Linked DNA regions of Triticum aestivum: region 2 is linked to region 1. A link is a contact called in public Hi-C data. All regions are on one chromosome and are shown on one strand. The core of a region is the stretch at or near the end of the contact, and the rest is flanking DNA. Distances in the headings are between cores, read along the strand shown.

What was found. A called contact is a pair of places that touch in the nucleus more often than the background predicts.
Region 2: a contact with region 1 is called in a Hi-C map of leaf, with 1.6 times the contacts expected there. The contact joins the enhancer-like site here to the promoter of LOC123189599 in region 1.

The regions. Positions count from the first base shown.
Region 1 is chr2A:589,427,305-589,429,919 of IWGSC CS RefSeq v2.1, reverse strand. It overlaps LOC123189599 (pentatricopeptide repeat-containing protein At1g06710, mitochondrial), which reads left to right and starts at 1,309. Exons shown (of 3, transcript XM_044602052.1): 1 at 1,309-2,615. The coding sequence starts at 1,447. LOC123189600 reads right to left here and starts at 1,170. Exons shown (of 2, transcript XM_044602053.1): 1 at 903-1,170; 2 at 1-65. The coding sequence starts at 33.
Region 2 is chr2A:589,469,304-589,471,918 of IWGSC CS RefSeq v2.1, reverse strand. No RefSeq gene overlaps it. Among protein-coding and RNA genes, the nearest start is that of LOC123189602, 35 kb to the left of the region's middle. Within about 2 kb of position 1,323, at least 1 of the 8 cell types and tissues checked has an H3K27ac peak or open chromatin away from gene starts, as enhancers often do. A contact at or near this core is called in leaf, where this site is marked.

The DNA.
Region 1 (2,615 bases), core at 60-2,559:
GCCAATGGCAATATAATTTGGCGCACACGCCATAAAGAAACACCGTCACCGCCTGAAGATTTTTTCTAAATAAAAACATAGACATGCAATTAGATATGATGTTGTTGCCCCGATGACAAGAATTAGCAGGAAACTAGTATGATTAAGTCGAGAAAAGAAAAAAAGACCAAGCAGGGCAGGAGAGAAGGTTTCACACAAGTAGTGGTAGGGAAAAAAAGAACAATACCAGTGTCACCTACAGGCTATGACATATCTGAAGAAACCGAAGATGCAGTTTCTAGAGAAGAGAAACCAAAAGTCCAGGTAAAGACCGTTTTAGCTAATCTTTTGCAAAGTATGGTAATTCAGAAATGCCGTATTTCCTTGGAGATCCTACTAGGAAGTATACCAAAGATTTCCAACAGCTGAAAATGCTAGACCAGAATGATGCATTAGCTTGCTAGCAATTCCAGAGTACAAATCGCAGGGGAACACTTGCAATGGTTCACACTTCACAGGCATCAAGCATGTTAAAGTGGGTAAACTGTATCTTTCGACAATGGCGTATGGCACTGTTGGATCCATGTAACACTGCACTCCAGATGTGACTCAATTTGTAGCTATCTATGAAATATTTGTCTCAAGAAAATATGTTTACATACATTCTGCAGCCAGAAAGCAACCCCACAGCGATTTCGGCTGAAAAGCCTGATAATATCGGACAGCTAAGGCAGCGCACACTATCCCCAATTAACAGATCTGGCAAAAGGAACTACTATCACGCAACAAGAACTTCCGACTGACAAAACAATGAATTTGCTAACACTTGACTAAAGCCCGTTAATGCCATATGCCTAACAGTAAGCGCTACCAAATAACAAGGGGAAAACATGATTTGCCTCTGGGATAAAGTTCAAACTCACCTGTGCTCCCCAAATGGCAGAGAAGATTCTGCAGTGGAATTGCGTCGAGCAGCTGGCGCGCGAACTACAACCACCCAGGAAATCAAGTGTTTCAGGGCAGGTGAGTCGACAATTCGCTCCCCAGATTTCACCTACGGAGGCGGACGGATTTAGCCAAGAAACGAAAGAGATCAGGAGGCAACGAATTGATGGAAAAAGGAAGAAGCGAGGCTGAGACTGAGACTGAGAGAGGAAGGGGAGAGATGAGGGAGGTGTGGTGTGGCGGACTAGGCTATGCGGGCTGCGACTTTCTACGTCTGTGTGACCGGGGCCCCACCGTCAGAGCCATGAGCTACTACAGTAGATTGTATACACATTACAGTTACAGGAGCGTTTTCTTTTACCGAAATACCCTCCGCCACTAGGGTTTATCCCCTACCTCCGCCACCCCCAAAACCTCCATGGCCGGGGCGCCACCAAACCCCACCACCGCCGCCGCCTCTGCCTCCATTTCCACGGCCCATCCGCCGCCCCTCCCCACCCCCACCCCTGCCCCCGCCGACCCATGATAACCCGCCGTGCGGCGGCGGTAGCCCTACGCGCCTCCCTGCGCCGCGCCCGCTCCTCCCACGCCGCCGACACCGGCGACCTCCTGCCAGGCCTCGTCGACCGGCCCACGCCGCGCCCCGGGCCCCGCGTCTCCCTCCACGACTTCGCCTTTATCAGGGACCCTGCCCCCGCGCCCCCCGCCGCCGCCCTCCCGCCCCCGGAGGTCGTCCTGATCTCCAAGGCGGTGCGGGCCTACGGCGCCGACTTCGACGGCAAGGCCGAGCGGTTCCTGCGACGGTACCGCGAGTTCCTTACCGATTCCGTCGTGGTCGCGGTGCTCAGGGCGGTGCGCTCCCCGGAGCTCTGCGTCAGGTTCTTCCTCTGGGCCGAGCGCCAGGTGGGTTACAGCCACACTGGTGCCTGCTACGACGCGCTCGCCGAGGTCTTGGGGTTCGAAGACCGCGCCAGGACCGCCGAGAGGCTGCTTAGGGAGATTGGGGAGGATGATCGTGACGTGCTCGGCAGATTGCTCAATGTGCTGGTGCGGCAGTGTTGCCGCCAAGGCATGTGGGGCGAGGCGCTTGAGGAGCTTGGGAGGCTGAAGGACTTTGGGTACAGGCCGTCCGCGGTGACCTACAATGCACTCGTGCAGGTGCTTGCGAGCGCGGGGCAGGTGGAAATGGGGTTCCGAGTGCAGAAGGAGATGTCGGCATCAGGGTTCTGCATGGACAGGTCCACAGTCGGATCCTTTGCGCAGGCTCTGTGCAAGGAGGGACGTTGGGGCGATGCACTTGACATGATAGAGAGGGAGGATTTTAAGCTCGACACTGTGTTGTGCACCCAGATGATCAGTGGACTGATGGAGGCCTCCCTTTTCAATGAGGCCATGTCATTTCTTCACAGGATGCGGTGCAACTCGTATATCCCGAATGTGGTAACATATAGGACGCTGCTCTCAGGATTTCTGAAAAAGAAGCAGCTTGGCTGGTGCAAGAGAATCATTAACATGATGATGACAGAGGGTTGCAATCCAAATCCTTCATTGTTCAATTCACTTGTGCATACTTACTGCAATGCTGAGGATTATGCATATGCATATAAACTGTTTAATAGGATGAATAACTGCGGTTGTCCTCCTGGTTATGTTGTATACAACATATTCATTGGAAGCATTTGTGGTCGAGA
Region 2 (2,615 bases), core at 74-2,573, 42 kb before region 1:
AAATAAATCCAGGAATAATGCGAGCACCAGGATTTGAACCCTGATGGGTTGGGAATACCACTGTCCACCTAACCAACTCAACCACAGGTTGATTCGCGGAGCCAGGAGTTGTTAACAGTCTAGTATGAGTATGGTGTTTTGCCTTGGCTCTTTCTTTTTAACTAGTAATAATGTACGTGCAACTCACGTTTATATTGGGTAGGATATTAGCTGCACGTTATATTAGGTAAGATATATCTGTTGCATGTTGGTATTTGGTAAGATATCAATTACTTTTTCACGGGAATGGTAGGATATTAGTTACATTGCAGATTTCAAGGGATAGCGTTGACTCAAAACGTGTTTATAACCAATGGTAGTGGTGGGTAATTAGAGCGTTAAACGTGTTTGGTGCTCAACATTGGAGTGATTTAAACCGCTAGATAACATGATTTGACGGTCGAGATGGTTTGGATCTGCACATTTGGGTCTTTTTATAAAGAAAATGAGATCCATGGGCACTAGCGCACCTAGGACATTTTTTGATAGAAGAATCCCACCCGGGTGAGGTCGCGGAAATTCGCTCCTGACAGGAGTCGAACCCCGGTCTGCAAGGTACCGCCACTGCGTCCTTGCCACTGGGCTACTGCCCAGTCCTTTTTGGGTCTCTTTATATTAGTATAGATAAAAGTTGAGGCAGGGCCGGGTAACCCCTCTCATTTCAAAAGAAAAAGCACCAGGCACCTGTTAAACGGTCCCAACATAATAAATATTCTTTTTTGAACTTGTCCCAACATAATAAAGATGAAGTCAGGGAGTAACAAAGCTGCGCAACTTCCCCACTAATTCTCATGTATACTTTCGTCTTTTGGCATGCGAATGACATGTTTAGACCGGTCCACTACACTTCACATATAATCATCTTTCGGTTGACACGCTTAAACCGTTGAGCAACAGAAAGACTTAGAATAACAAAGCACTAGAACCTTGGCGGGAAAGTACTTTATGTAATGTCAGCACCAACTTTCCTCTCCGCAGCCTCTGCTTGCAAGGCAAGCTGCATGCGTGCATGCTCTCCCCGTTCCTTGGCGACCAAGGCCATGTTGCGGACTAATCGCGGAACTCAAACTCCGAGATCGCGACACGTACGGACTAATTGTACCACCCAATAGTTTTCATCCCTGACTTGTACTGGAATATCCTGTATAAGTGAGTATAATACTGCAGGTCAAACCGTGTCATACGAACCAGCGCCACAGCTTCTAGAAGGAAAATGGCAGACCAAAATCAACCTGTAGCTGTACGTATCTACTCCTAGTTTAATCATCGATCTCGATACTCAATCCCTGTCTGACCGAAGGTCAGCGGCTCATCGTCATTCGCCTCGCAGTACGCGTATGCGTACTGTACCATGAAATGGGAATATATATACACCCAGCTGACGTCACGGCGTGCATCACCGGTAGCGTCGGAATGAATGGGAACGGTTCAGTCCCGTACTGCTACGAACTGTTAAGGGCTTGTTTGGTTTCAATAAGTCACATGATTTATAAATCAGGTGACTTAAAACCAGTGACTTATAAGTCACGCATGTTTGGTTGTCACCTGACTTATAAATTATCTAACCACATTTTCTCATTTTGTTTTTTATGTAAAGGTGGTGGGACCCACGTAAAAGGAGGTGACTTTTTAAGTTGGGGTGAAGCAACTTATGACTTATAAGTTGGGATGATTTATAAGTTGGGTCTGTTTGACAAAATAAGTCACTATTTTACTTTTCGACTTATAAGTTAATGACTTATTTGAAACCAAACACAGCCTAATTCGTAGGAGCCCTCTACTGCTACGCTGCGCTACGCACGTTCGGGCCGAAGCATGCGCGAACGACGCCACCACCAGCTATTGTGCAGTGCATTCCTCAAAAAAAAAAATGTGCGGTGCAGTGTATGGTCGGGGAGCAAAGCAAGCAGTGGAGGCTGAGCAAACCATTTCTTTTCTCATCTTATTTTACGTGCATGTGTGTATCTGGTCTCTTCATTCCTTGCCTGAAGAAACATGTTTTTCATCTTGCCGTTTGTCTGTCGTCTCCACTTTCGTGTGTTGGGGCGGCCGATCGTTAGTTTTTTTCGAAGGACCAGCGAAGCTGGTGTTTTATTGATAATGAGCAAGGAGTAGATGGCAAAGTGGCAAGGCGGCGATCCGTAGATCAAGGAAATAAGAAGAAGAAGGTAAAAATGGTGCCTGCGGCACCAAGACCGCTAGCCTATTCTCCAGGTTAGTCCCCGAAGGGGCTCTGGATGGACTTCGCGCCGCCATGCTGCCATAGGTTTAGACCTCTTCTGATCGCAAGGAGAACATCATTCACGTCTGCCGTCTTTGCTCTAAAAATGCAATTGTTTCTTTCCCGCCAGATCTCCCAAAGGGCAAGCATTGCGAGGGCCTTGATTCCTTTTCTGAAATTTGGTGGCGTGGCCTCGACCATAGCTTGCACTTTGTCCAGGGAGCTGCTCCTGCCGATCCAAGTTTCTTGGCGCATGGCATGACAAAGCTGCCAGGTTGAGATTGCCTCCCAGGTTTGAGCCGCAACGTGGCATTGCCAGAACAGATGCATGGAGCTTTCCTGGTTTCGCACGCAC